Linked DNA regions of Sus scrofa: all the other regions are linked to region 1. Evidence: chromatin contacts called from public Hi-C data. All regions are on one chromosome and are shown on one strand. Each heading gives the region's core, a stretch centred on a gene start, on an enhancer-like site or on the middle of the called end of the contact. The rest is flanking DNA. Distances are from core to core; before and after follow the strand shown.

Evidence for each region. Hi-C and Micro-C count contacts between places; a contact is called where the count stands out from the background.
Region 2: a Hi-C map of heart right ventricle shows a contact between it and region 1, with 2.2 times the contacts expected there. The contact joins the promoter of PSME2 here to the promoter of DHRS1 in region 1. A contact is called at or near these places in 1 of 5 promoter capture datasets (liver), 1 of 47 Hi-C or Micro-C datasets (heart right ventricle) and 1 of 2 datasets of contacts at active chromatin or transcription factors (alveolar macrophages).
Region 3: a contact with region 1 is called in a Hi-C map of embryonic fibroblasts, with 2.0 times the contacts expected there. The contact joins the promoter of CARMIL3 here to the promoter of DHRS1 in region 1. A contact is called at or near these places in 6 of 47 Hi-C or Micro-C datasets (embryonic fibroblasts, heart right ventricle, liver and 2 more).

What each region holds. Positions count from the first base shown.
Region 1 is chr7:74,990,520-74,995,483 of Sscrofa11.1, forward strand. It overlaps DHRS1 (dehydrogenase/reductase SDR family member 1), which reads left to right and starts at 1,601. Exons shown (of 9, transcript XM_003128543.4): 1 at 1,601-1,863; 2 at 2,253-2,426. The coding sequence starts at 2,277. NOP9 (nucleolar protein 9) reads right to left here and starts at 1,589. Exons shown (of 10, transcript XM_001927718.4): 1 at 1,228-1,589; 2 at 557-1,012. The coding sequence starts at 1,471.
Region 2 is chr7:75,151,480-75,155,898 of Sscrofa11.1, forward strand. It overlaps PSME2 (proteasome activator subunit 2), which reads left to right and starts at 3,116. Exons shown (of 11, transcript NM_214279.1): 1 at 3,116-3,217; 2 at 3,525-3,557; 3 at 3,985-4,047; 4 at 4,293-4,379. The coding sequence starts at 3,170.
Region 3 is chr7:75,239,879-75,244,356 of Sscrofa11.1, forward strand. It overlaps CARMIL3 (capping protein, Arp2/3 and myosin-I linker protein 3), which reads right to left and starts at 1,365. Exons shown (of 41, transcript XM_021099222.1): 1 at 1,180-1,365. The coding sequence starts at 1,219. It overlaps DHRS4 (dehydrogenase/reductase (SDR family) member 4), which reads right to left. Exons shown (of 8, transcript NM_214019.2): 8 at 2,243-2,651. The coding sequence ends at 2,537. LOC106504467 (a long non-coding RNA gene) reads left to right here. Exons shown (of 2, transcript XR_001297957.2): 1 at 1-988; 2 at 1,187-2,101.

The sequences.
Region 1 (4,964 bases), core at 351-2,850:
TGGATCCTTAACCCACTGCATGCTGGTAAGGGATCAAACCCAAGCCTCAGCAGAGACCCAAGCCACTGCATACAACGCTGGATACTTAACCACAGTGAGAACTCCCACAACAAGCATTTTTAATGGAACACAAAAGAATTAAATAAGAAAAGAAAGAAAATACCAAAGTGGGTTGCATGTAGTAAGGGCATGGTTTCCTGAACTTTTGCTTGAATCCAATATGTGCATATAAACGCACAAGAATGTTGAGTTATATTTAAAAAATTTTTTTTCTTACTGTGAATTTTGGTTTAAAAAAAAAAAAAAAAGGAAATCCAATGTTTGAATGAATCACCTCTTCCACTTCCTCCCATTCTTCTAACAGCTCTGTCCCCTAAACACACCTATGCATCTTACCTCTGGGCCTCTATGCACACTAATCTTTCACCTGCTATCCCTGTCCTAATTTCTCTGATAATTCCTCAAGGTCATGAAGAAATATTCTGCTTATTCTCTACTTCTGAACTTCCAAACTCTCCTTCCCTCTAGGTCCACATCCCTCTCCTGTAATACTTACCAGGTGACTGGGAACCTCGATGCCTGGCTCTCTCAGAATCCAGAAGAGTGCCTCCCAATACCTGCAGCAAAGTTCTGACCACGAAGCTGCCATGTGTGTCTCCACAGTAGAAAAGAAAATCATCACACACCTCAGCAGCTAGTCCCAGGACCAACTCCTCCACGGTCTCCAAAGAATCATCCTTCCCATTCTCCTCCTCTTCCTCCTCCTCCTCCTCCTCTGCAGGGCTCCCTAGCAATCGAGGCAGCTGCAGCAAAGCACTTTGCAGTACATGGACCCCACATCGATGGCAGGCCACAAAGCGCAAGTTGGGGCGCAGAACAGCCCATACTCGACACAGCGGTTTCAGGGGACTGAACCCTAAGAGTTCCTGCAGCATCTCACTACCAGTCCTGTTTGTAGCCAGGGCCAGGGCCTGAGCCTCCACTTCTTTCAAAACATTGTGCACCATCAGCTCTGGAAAAACAAAAAAAAGAAATATATCGAAGAGACCGAAAGGAGAATAAGGTTATGTTCCATCACCTATCCAAGGGGCGGGGAGTAAGAAAGGGGATACAGGAGATAGAAACTAAGTCCCTACACCCCGGGGACCCACGAAAATGTCCTTGCCTGTCCTGAATTTTATGCCCAACGAGCCCCTTCCTTGATCTCACCCCGAAGTTGCTTCCTACCTCGTTCTTCTCCTGCCTCGGGGGCCTCTTTCAGCGCGGAGAGCGCCCGACGGAAATATCCTAGAGCTTCGGAGCTCAGGTGAGGGTGGGCATCTGTAGCTGGCTCCGAGCGCCCCTCCGGAGGCGGGCAAGGTTGCTGGCGGCTTGATGCGGGGCGCCCCGAACCCTTGGCTCCGCGTCCTCGTTTGCCGCCAGCTGGGAACCCTCGCCCCGCCGGGTGGCAGGAGCGCGGGCCCAGCCCCATGGCTGCTCCGTGCCCGCTCCGCCAGCAAAACCTTCCTTAGCGGCCAAGGAACACTCACGCAGCAGGTGAGGGCTGGGGCAGGGTAGAGTTTAGACACGCCGGCACGCTCAGGGCGCAGCGTTACACGTCAGAGCCGCGCGACGGCCCCTTCCGGGGTGGGCGTGGCTGGGCCACGGGATCGCCCCGCCCCTGTTTGTGGGGTCCCCTCGCACATCTGAAGTCGTGCTTCCCTCCGCGTCCACGGCGGAAACCCGGCCAGAGCGCGGACTTCCACCCCAGCGTCGTATTCTGACCCGGTTGACGTCGCCTTGTCCCGCCCCTGAAAACGGAATTAAAGTCCTCCGAGAACGAGCGAGACGGTGTGACGAGTCCAGAGGCAGCACAGGTGGCAGGTAAGAGGCACGAGCCCCCTCCACTTAAGGCTTACGGTCCCTGGGCCCCCCGCCCACTCCACTGCCTCCGGACCAGTGGCCAGAGCTCTAGATAGTACAGGACTCTGCGTGGACGCGCCAGAACTGTCCTGCCACAGTCTCCCACCCAGTCAGCCCCACTCATAGTCCCAGTAGGTGGCCGGCCTGGACAGCCTCACACAGTCCCCTTCTAAACTCCTTGGCTTCCCAGAAAGGACAGCCAGCCTTGTCCGGGAGCCTGCACTAGTTGGCCCCCTCTGAAACTTCTCTCCCTTCAAAGGATCTCAACCTTGGCTCTCCCTCTTACCTTTGTCAGAGGCCGCCCCCGACATACACAGTCTTTTCCTCAGAGCAGGTCTTTGCTTCCACAGATTTAACCCCTTCTCTTGTGAGTCATGGTAGCACCCATGCAGGGCCAAGTGTGCGTGGTGACAGGTGCTTCCAGGGGTATTGGCCGTGGCATCGCTTTACAGCTCTGCGAAGCAGGTGCCACAGTTTACATCACTGGCCGCCATCTTGACACGCTGCAGGTCACTGCCCAGGAGGTGAGTGCGTCCTCTGGGACCCCAGGGGCAGAAACCACCTGAGGGAGCTCTTCCCATTAACTTCCCTCTAATTCCTTACCTGAAACCATGATATTCCTCAACAAAGCATGAATATGTACCGAACGTGGGATAAATAAACGCCCTAGCTTCAGGTCACATTTTGCCACTGAGTGAATTTTATGAAAAAAACTTTCTGTTGAGTGTTTCAGGGATTTTGAAATTGCAGCTAAAAGTTGTGGACCTATGCCTTTTCTCTAATTTAGTCAAGACTTTATTGAATCGTATATTTTTGCTTGACTTTTCTACTGGATTTCATTTCAACATTGGGATGATTTTGATTTGCTAGGCACTGGGTGAAGCACTGGAATTAACAAGATTAGTAAGACATAACTTCTGCTCTTAAAAGAGTCCAAGAGTTCTCTAGTGACTCAGTGGGTTAAGGATTTAGCATTGTCACTGTTATGGCTCTGGTTACAGTTGTGGCATGGGTTCAGCCCCTGGCCCTGGAACTTCCATGTCTCAGGCATGGCCAAAAAAAGAAAGAGTCCAACAGGAAGTCCAAGGCAGAAACGGATCATTTCAATGTAATATTAATGCAGTAAGTGATAAGATAAAAGTAATTGATGTGATTATGGAAAGTGATATGTGTGCACAGAATGTTCTGGAAATGTGGGTGAGAAGTTAGGCAGGAAGGTCTGACAGTGGGACCCAGTGCACAGATCTGGAAAATGTGAGGATAGTTCTTTTAAATATAATGATTATTATTTTTTTCCATTATAGCTGGTTTACAGTGTTCTGTTGATTTTCTACTGTACAGCATGGTGACCCAGTTACACCTACATGTATACATTCTTTTTTCTCACATTATCATGCTCCATCGTAAGTGACCAGACATAGTTCCCAGTGCTACACAGCAGGATCTCATGGCTAACCCATTCCAAAGGCAATAGTCTGCATCTGTTAACCCCAAGCTCCCAATCCATTCCACTCCCTCCCCCTCCCCCTTGGCAACCCCAAGTCTATTCTCCAAGTCCATGATTTTCTTTTCTGTGGAAAGGTTCATTTGTGCCATATATTAGATTCCCGATATAAGTGATATCATATGGTATTTGTCTTTCTCTTTTTGACTTATTTCACTCAGGATGAGAGTCTCTAGTTCCATCCATGTTGCTACAAATGGCATTATTTTGTTCTTTTTAATGGCTGATCAGTATTCCATTGTGTATATATACACCACATCTTCCTAATCCAATGGTCTGTCAATGGACATTTGGGTTGTTTCCATGTCTTGGCTATTGTGAATAATGCTGCAATGAACATGCGGGTGTATGTGTCTTTTTTAAGGAAAGTTTTGTCTGGATATATGCCCAAGAGTGGGATTGCTGGGTCGTATGGTAGTTCTGTGTATAGTTTTCTAAGGTACCTCCATACTCTTCTCCATAGTGGTTGTACCAGTTTATATTCCCACCAACAGTTCAGGAGGGTTCCCTTTTCTCCACACCCTCTCCAGCATTTGTTATTTGTGGACTTGTTAATGATGGCCATTCTGACTGGTGTGAGGTGGTATCTCAGGGTAGTTTTGATTTGCATTTCTCTAATAATCAGTGATGTTGAGCATTTTTTCATGTCCCTATTGGCCAGCTGTATAGAGGATAGTTCTTGAATAAGGTATTCTTTTTCTGAAGTTAGAGGATGGGGACACATTTGTAGAGGGTGAGGTAGATCAGGAAGTAGAACTAGTTTATGTCTGAGAGTATTGATTTCTCACTTACCAGGCAAGTGAATTGATGGATTGAGGGTAAGAGGGCTGCGACAGAGTTGAGATTCCATGTGAGATGTGAAGGATGGGAGCTAAGGGTATGCCAGATGGAAATGATCTAGAACGAATAAAAAGATACTCATTTCTTTCTTTTCTTTCTTTCTTTCTTTTTTTTTTTTTTTCATCTTGTCTTTTGTCTTTTTAGGGCCACACCCGTGGCATATGAAGGTTCCCAGGCTAGGGGTCTAATCAGAGCTGTAGCTGCCAGCCTACGCCAGAGCCACAGCAACACCTAATCCAAACCACATCTGACCTATACCACAGCTCATGGCAACACCAGATCCTTAACCCACTGAGCAAGGCCAAGGTTCAAATCTGAAACCTAATGGTTCCTAGTCAGATTCGTTTCTACTACACCAAGATGGAAACTCCATACACTCATTTCTTTTTTTTTCTTTTTTTTTTTTTTTTTTAATAATGCCATTTCTTGGGCTGCTCCCATGGCATATGGAGGTTCCCAGGCTGGGGGTCAAATTGGAGCTGTAGCCGCCAGCCTACGCCAGAGCCACAGCAACACCAGATCTGAGCCACGTCTGCGACCTACACCACAGCTCACAGCAATGCCGGATCCTTAACCCACTAAGCAAGGCCAGGGGTCGAACCCGCCACCTCATGGTTCTTAGTCGGATTTGTTAACCACTGCACCACGACAGGAACTCCTATACACTCATTTTTTAAGAGCAGCCACCAAGCCTTGTTTCTCCCTCACCCTCCGCACA
Region 2 (4,419 bases), core at 1,866-4,365, 160 kb after region 1:
GTTCCTAGGCTAGGGGTTTAATCAGAGCTGCAGCTGCCAGCCTACGCCACAGCAATGCCAGATCCGAGTTGTGTTTGCGACCTACACCACAGCTGATGGCAACTCGGGATCCTTAACCCACTGAGCGAGGCCAGAGATCGAACCTGTGTCCTCATAGATACTAGCCAGATTCATTTCTGCTGAGCCATGATGGGAACTCCAATAGTCAAGTAATTTTAAGTTTCCTCAATTTTGCTCCCACACAGAAGAGAAAGCCTCTCACCTGGGGGTCAGGTGGGTAGCCTGGGGGACCCCTGGCAAGGTCTGGCGGAGGTGATGTGCTCGGTCTGGGTGTCCATGGAAGAGACAATCGCAAGTTGGGCACAAGGCCTGTTTACAGGATGAGCAGTGCAGTGTGCCTGGAGCAGAACCGCAGAGGAAGCAGGGACCAGGTGTGGAGCCTGGAGGTCAAGAAAGAAAGAAAACAACTCGGAGTTCTCGCTGTGGCACAGTGGGTTAAGAACATGACTGCAGTGGCTCAGGTTGCTGTGGAGGTGCAAGTTCAATCCCTGGCCTGGGGCAGCAGGTTAGATCTGGTGTGGCTGCATCTGTGCCATGGCTCACAGCTGTAGCTCAGATTCAATCCCTGGCCTGGGGATGTCCATAGGTTGCAGGTGCAGCCATTTAAAAAAAAAAAAAAAGAAAGAAAGAAAAAAAAAGAAAAAAAAGGGAATGGAACACCCTTCTGAAAAAGACCAGGTTACACCTGACTCTACGGGGGGACAAATCACAGACTACTTTTCAGCATATCTTTTCAACCCAAGGAAACTATAATCTCTTTCTAAAAAGAAAGGAAGAAGATAGAGAACCAAGAAAATAGAGGAAACTTCCATCAGTATGATCTACTAGCACTCCCTCCCCCCAGTTGAGGACAGTAATACCTGGGGCAGAGGGTGTGGTGAGGGGGCCAGGAGCAATCTGTCTCAGTAAGGGGGCAAACTCTGAGAGCTGCAATATCTGAGGAAAAATGGCAGGGAATGAGCAAGGGCTTGGGGATACAGGCCCACAGGAGGTCCCCTTTGTTCACCCAGGGCCCCATTCCTGCCTTCCTTACATCATCTTCAACCTTGTCTTTCAGCAGCTGCTCCAGTGCTTGAGGTTTTGGATGAGTATTCTGCAGACGAGATAAGAAGAGTTTCCACCTACAGCCCCAGAGCAAGGCCCTCCCTCAAAGCCTTGACCCCCCAACATTTACAAGGTGAAAAGTACAAGGAGTTCCCAAGTCACTATGGGGACTATGCCCATGGTTCAGCAGCATGGGGGTCCCCAGACTATCTTTGTTGTTAGGCTGGGCTCACCAGCCCTGGTGCTTAATTTAAGTACTCGGGACTAAAGATACCTCACCTGTAACAGAAGACTGAGCTCTGTCCGGAGCAGCAGTACTTCCAGTGTGACTGTGGCAACTTGGTGCTCATCTGGTTCCTCCTGCCCCTCAGGGAAGCTTAATCCATCTGGCTGCTCCTCTGTGTAGCCATATAATCGCAGAACATCCCGGCCCCCCTGCCACACATTCAAACTAGTCAGGGCCAGCAGGCCCCCTTCCCAATAGGGCTGGACCTCTCCCCATTCAGCACAGCCTCAGGGCCTTTCTAGCCAACCCCCAGCCCAGGTTAAGTCCCCTTCCCCCATAAGGGGCCCAGAGGCTTCACCTGCACAGCATCCACCGTACTGCGAAAGACAGGGTTATTAAACTTGACCCCGCGCCAGTACCGGGGCCGCTGAGGACTGAGAAGGTTGCGGCCATATTTCTCCAGGATGTTCAGGGCCGTGGAGAGGGTGCTGAGGTAGTTTCGGGGCTGAGAGCAGTCAGAGAGCAGAGAGCTGTGAGCCCCGACCGGACCTCTGCTCCCCTGTCCCCCTCCTAGGCGGGGCTGGGCCTCACCTCCCCATGAGCGTTGCAGCGGACCAGGCGTGCAGCGTTCAGCTGCAAGTAGCGGGCTGCTGGCGGCAGAGAGGTGACCAGTAGTGGCCGAAGCTGCTCCACCGAAAACGCCTGCCCGGAATCCCTCCTCAGGGCGTTCGCCAGCTCCTCGCGGGCCTCCAGGAAGGCTCGCTCCTCCTCCTCCCTAGGCATCCTAAGACAGGAGTCTGCCCCAGTCCGCTGCCCGCCGGAACCCAGAGCAGGTTGGGCGCGGCCCGAGAGCCGCCCCGAGCACCTGGGGTCTGGCTTCGCGGAGCGACACGGTCGGCACGGGAACCCTAAGTCACTCAGGCCACGGTCACTCTTGGGCCTCGGGCCCCACGCCAGGATTAGCGGGAACAGGAAGTACTAGGGAAGAGGGCGGGATTGCGACCCAGTTTCAGGGGAAGGGGAGGGGTTTAAACTTAAGGAGGGGCGGGGCCCAGGAGACCGGGGCGTGGCCAACAAGCCTCAGCCAATGAGAATGGTAAATAGTCACTGGCTCCTCCCTCAGAGCTTCTAGGCTTTAAACCTTGTTCTAGCGCTCTTCCCTACCTTGGTCCAGTCCGGTGCCAACCCCTGTGTATAGCCCCAGGTTCGGTGTTATTTTATTTCCCTCAAAGCCCTTCTCTCTACCCGAACCCCACAGGGGAAATCCCACTCAGGAACTCAACTCTGCCAGCCTGAACCCTACACAAGTCCCTTTTCCAGTCGGTCTTGAAGACAGGGCGTCCTCCGGGAGGAAGACCCGCCTGTTCCCTTCCATATCCTGCTATCCCTTCTCCCGCCTACTACTTCTCCTACCCGACTCTGATCTCTCTCAGGCCCCTCCCCTCAGTCGAGCCTTCCTAGGGGAGCCCCACCACTAAACACCCCCTTTCCCACTCTTCCACCCTCTCACCCCAAACCTGGACATCCCCTTGATGTTCTTCCCCCCCATAAGCCCCGCCCCTTCTCCAAGGGACAGCCCCTGTTCAGTCTCCGCGGTCCAACTTGTCCTAGCCCCTCCCCTGGACAGCCCCTGGGCTTGTGACCAAGTCAGCACCGCCTCTCCTAGTCGCACAGGCCGAGAATGGCAGAGGGGCTCCCAACAGTTTGCTGCCTTCCAGGGGGAGGGGGAAAAGAAGGAAGGGGGCGGGGTTGAGGGGGGCGGGCCTGGACGTGGGGAGTGAAAGCGAAAGCCCAGGCTGCGAGCGGGGAGACCGGAGATCTAGCAGCAACTGGAGCAGCATGGCCAAGCCTTGTGGGGTGCGCCTGAGCGGGGAAGCCCGCAAACAGGTATGGGGAACCGGGAGGCCAGGAAGGGTCCAAAAGCCCTCCCGAATGGAAGCCAAACTGGGTGCTCCAGGGGACCAAGGCCGTGCCAGAGAAATCCCCCAACCTCCCTAAGTGCTTTCACTTCTGTCCCGAGAGTCCCAGATTCCTGCCCTCTGAGCAGTCTCTACCTTGGGCAGGGGCTTCCAGGGAAATGTGGCTTGTAGTGGGAAAGGCCTGAGCCAAGTTGGAGGGCATCCTGTTGGGGGTGGGGTCTTACTGTGGGCAAGTGAGACCCTTAACCAACATCCGGGTACTGCTCTCTCTGCAGGTGGATGTCTTCAGGCAAAATCTTTTCCAGGAGGTAAGTCTTCTGGATTCAAGTGATTTGACGCAGAATCTCAGACCAATTCCTGAGCATTGCAACTTCCCAGACCCCTAAACCCACCCTCGACCCAGGCCCTACTTCCCTTATCAACCTTCACCCAAGATAAGCTCCTAGTTACTAATCTCTTCTTTTACTTTGACCCCTCTTAATACCTTCCCCACTTATGCCACTTCCTCTCCCATCTTTCGGTGTGAAGGGAAAAGCTGTAGCCCCAAAGCGGGAATACCACAGTTCTAACCTTGGTTCTACCACTTCCCAGCTTGCTCCCTTCACTTTTCAGGGATTCAGTTTCCTCATTTGTAAGTATTGGATTCAAAGATTTCCAAGGGCCCTTCCAGTCCCACTCCTCAGACTTCTCACTGAGTGTCTTCTGTGATTCTTACCCTTGAAACATAACCCGCAGGCTGAGGAATTCCTCTACAGATTTTTGCCTCAGAAAATCATATACCTGAGTCAGCTCTTGCAAGTGAGTAGAGTGAACCTCTTCTGTCCCAACCCATGGCCCCTCTCCTCTCCATCCACTCTCTCTAGCTAACAGCTGGGCTCCAACTGCAGAGAAGAGTTGCGAGTAGTGGACTGGGAACATTAGGATAGTGCCAAGCCTCAGCCTAGGTTGGGAGGAGGAGGGTGGGTACGATGTGTGTGGGGGAAGGCTGTGACTCAGGAGGACGGGAAGAGGCTGGGCAGTCCCTGACAGTGAGCTCTGTGCAGGAGGACTCCCTCAACGTGACCGACCTCACTTCTCTCCGGGCCCCGCTGGACATCCCCATCCCAGACCCCCCACCCAAGGATGATGAGGTGAGGCACTTAGGGCATAGGGCTTGGGCTATAAATCCAC
Region 3 (4,478 bases), core at 115-2,614, 250 kb after region 1:
CAGCAGCTGTGGACACATCCACAGTGAGTCAGTGTGGGGAGTGTGGGGGTGTCCCTTTGACTATATTTTAGGTGGTCTGGGTGTGAGTGTCTGCCTTTTACTATGCATGTAAAGAAGATGCCAGGGAGCCCGTGTGTGGTATTGGTGGGCATGGCTAAGTGTGAATGAGTATGCTGTGCTTGCAGTTGTGAAAGGGGCATAGAGCCAGCCAGTTCTGAGTAGGGGGTAGGGAGGTAGGAAGGAGTGTTTAAATGAGTCCCAAACCCATCTGCTGGCGAAACCATCCAGATATCCCAGTATGTATGTGCATGTGTGTGTGTGTGCTGTTTCTGCAAAGATGTGTGTACACACATCTCAAGATTGTGCTTGTGTGTGTGTGGAGGTGTGGGAAATTGAAACGGTGCAGAGCATGCCTCTGAGTATCCTTGAGCGTCCTGGTCTCTGCGTGGGCTAGCCTGTGCTCCCGCCTCTGGGGGTCAGGGTTGTGGCAGAGCTAGGGGATCGGCCCTTGGTTTGGACCAAGTCTAAGAACTGCTGCAAGGCAGGAGAGGCCTTGAGGTGTTGGGTGAGGGGGGTAGAGAGAAGAGGGCAGGCTGGGACCGGGGCCGTGGTAGGAGAGCTGCAGAGACCCTCCTCTTGGTTTTTGCTCCAATTCGGGCCCTCTTTCCTGACTCCCTTCTTTGCCCCACTGGCCGGGGTGCAGAGACGGGCTGCCATGGGGCTCTCCGGAGCCAGTTCCGGGGCGGGGCCCAGAGGAGGAAGGGTGTTGAGCCCAGAGGCGGTCAGGACCTGGGGCAGCTCCCATCACCCGGCGGGGCGGGCCTGGCCCCGCCCGGCGGGGAAACGGGGACTCTCTGGAGGAGAGACTGGATGCTTCGCCGAGGGTTGGGCCAGGATTGCTGAGAGTCAGCCCCAGGGAGCGTAAAGGGACTGCATCTGTCACTGAAGATCGGGACGGGAGGCTCTGGGACAGGAAGGTCCTGACAGGGTGAGAAGAGGGGGCCAGCGGAGGATGCTCTGGGGACAGCGATACCCCGAGCTGGGATGCAGGGGCAGGGGGGTGCCTTGGAATGGGGATGCATGAGGGGCGGGAGGCACCGGGGTGTACCGCGGAGAGGAACGCACTGGGTCTGGGAGGCTCCCGGACGGGGCGTCCCGGAGACCACCGCAGCCTCGTACCTTGCAGCTCGCGGGTGAGCTCCGCGCTGGACTTGGCCATGGCGGCCGTTGCTGCCGGTGTTGCTGCAGAGGAGCCGCTGCCGCCGCTGCCGCCGCCGGGGAGCCGCGGCACATGCTAGACCCGGCTCCGGCAGGGCCCCGGCGCTGAGCGCTGCAGCAGCCGCGGAGCCCGCTCCTGTCAGGGGCGGCTGCGCGAGCGCTCCTCCCCCCGCCTCGGAGCGCCGGGTCTCCCGCCCCTCCCGGAGAGGTGCCAGACTGAGCATGCGCGCCGCGCCTCGGAGCCGCGTGAGACCCCGCGCGCGCTCGCGCCCACCCCTCCCGCCGGCCCCCGCGTGCGACGCCCTGTGCTTGTCTCCTGGAGCCCGGGTCATCTCCCAGGCGGGGGGCAGGGTCCCCACTTTTCGTGTCACCCCACTCCTCGGGCACTGTGAGCAGAACCCATTTCTTTTGTTTGTAGCTCTGTGTACCCCTTGCCGGGTCATTCTTGCAAGGCTCCTCCCTTTTCATTTCTTGCTCGGGACCCGTCCAGGTTGTCCTTGCTGAACCGCGAAGGAAGGAACTCGCGGCTGAGGGCAATGTTGGGAGAGGACCTGGCCGGATCTAGAGCAGTTTATCCTTCTTTTCCCGCTTGCCCAGCCTTGGGGATCCCTGCGGCGTCCTTGGCACCGTCCCCGCGGGTGTGCGGCCGAGAGTAGCACCTGGGAATTCCCGCGCCACCTCCTCCCTGCTGGCAGCTCTGCAAACACCTCCATCCCCATCCCGGAGCCTTACGCTCAGGTCCTGGAGACAGGGAGGAAGGCTAAGGGGATGCAGACTTGGGATCCAGGAGAACCTTAAGGGCATCCCGTCCACTCAAATTTAGGCTCTCTGCTTGGCTAACACACCTATGCACCCTACGCTGAAAAATGAACATTGATTCAAACCACTGTGATCATTTGCATTTTCTTTGCACTAGATTTGCACGTCGTTGATTTCTAACCCTGTTCCCTCCAATCCAGGTTTCCTTCTCCCATATCCCTCAAATTACCCTGATGCCCAGAAAAAAAAAAAAAAAAAAAAAAAATTAGTTGATCTTTGCTAAGGTAGACTCAGCCCTCTGAGCAGGTCTACCTTGTGCTCTCAGGGGAGGTCTTTATTGAAGGCTACAGCAACAGGGAAAATCCTCATTAGACCACAGCTTGACAGCAGAGGACAAGGACGCTGGCTCTTTTCACAGGGCAGAACTGATTTGGGGGGGGTGGGTAGGGGTTATGGTGTATTGTGAGCAGAATGCTAGGCAGAGGTGGGAAACCAGTTGATGAATGCTGGAACAGGAGCTGGAGCCCAATCTCTGCCCTGGTGGATGCTCTCCAGGTCCTCAGAGGCGGGATGCGGTCCCTCCACCCACTACCACTGTCTCCCCAGTGATGTAGCTGGCATCTTCAGAGCATAGGAAAGACACGATGCCCGCACAGTCCTCTGGATTGCCTAACCTGGGGAGGAGAAGAAACAGAAAGGGAGTAAAAATCAAACAGGGAAAGAAATCTGCTTAATCAAAAAGCATCAGATGATTTTTCAGGACCAGTGTACTGTCCATCAAATAGGGTTACCATGAAGAAAAGGTAACTATAAGCATTAACACTGTACTTTGCAAAAGCCACCACACATTACATTCATGTAAAATAGAGACACTTTGTTTTTTTGTTCTTTTTTATTTTTTGCTTTTTAGGGCTGCACCTGCAGCATATGGAAGGTCTCCTGGCTAGGGGTCGAATCAGAGCTATAGCTGCTGGCCTATGCCACAGCCACAGCAATGCAGGATCCGAGCTGTGGCTGTGACCTACACCACAGCTCATGGCAATGCCAGATTCTTGACCCACTGAGTGAGACCAGGGATCAAACCTGCATCCTCATGGTTGGTTTCATTACTGCTGAGCCACAGTGGGAACCCTGAGACACTGTTTTTTACTGAACTCAGGACACCAAAATCTAAAGTTACATAGATAAACCGATGAGCAGCTATTTCATTCTTCAAAGAATTTGTTTCACATGTGTGCATACTATTCAAGTGCCAAGGAGTCTGTGAGACAGTAAATGATTTGTTTAAAAATGACTCCATTTGTACAGCTTCAATTCACAGACAACTTTTTCAGGAACCTGTTTCTGTCACTTAAAGTCATTTTGAGAGATTGCGCTAATTCTCAGTGTTTGTATCAGTGATTACATAGTTAGGGAACACTCTAACTACCATAGAATGCTCTAGAGGTGGGTAGAATGGGTACCTCAAACCTAAAAGGCCTGGACTAGTGGGTTTCCACTCTGACTGCACAATGTAGTCATCTGGGAGGTTTACCTTCTCCCTCTCCACCTGCCCTTGCCCCTTAAAGATGCCTAGGTCCTACCTTAGGCCAGTTAAAAAAAGAATCTCTGGGAGTGGGGCTTGAGTATTTGTGTTTTTACAGGCACCTCAGCTGATTTGAATTTGCATCCAAGACTGAGGAGCCTGGGGCCAGATCATTCACTGCGGCTGGAGCATGACAATAATGAGTTGTGAACCAGGCCTTGGAGCTCCTGCCTCACAGCAGAACGGCTTTGGGGGCACTTGAGGGGGTCTCCCTCCTCAAGTAGGCATTGCTGGTATGTGTCCTTGAGGGGACAAGGTAGAGGAGCTAAAGACAAGAGAGTTCTCAGAAGCCAGAAGCTGGAGAGAGTCAGGGAGCCAGAGAAAGGTGCCCAAAATTCAGCTAATCCTTTGGGGAAGAGGCTAGTTTTCTTAGGCAACGGGAGTTTGGGAGTTTGGGGACGTAGGAAAGCTCTTCAATTCCTTTTATGTGGATTGTACGATCATCAGTCTGAACTTGGGAAATGACGACTCTTGGAATTCCCTTTGTGGCTCAGTGGTAAACAAACCCGACTAGGATCCATGAGGATGTGGGTTCGATCCCTGGCCTCGCTCGGTGGGTTGGGATCTGGTGTTGCCGTGAGATGCGGCTTGGATCTGGCTGTGGTGTAGGCTCTGATTGGACCCCTAGCCTAGGAACTTCCATATGCTGAGGGTGTGGCCCTAAAAAGCAAAAAAAAAAAAAAAAAAAAAAGAAAAATATGACAAATATGACTCTTTCTATTCAATGAGAACTAAAAAAGCATGCTTGGCCTCTCATTGTTAGGGAAGCCTGGGAGTTAGGCAAACCCCCAGGTGGAGAGAGAAGTGTCAGGGTCTCCCCCAGGGTTCTGCTCTGCTAAACTCGGACACCTCTGAGTTTGGTTTTTGCAGTGGTGGCAGACTCCTTGCACATGCCACTGTAGTGAAGCAGTGTTCA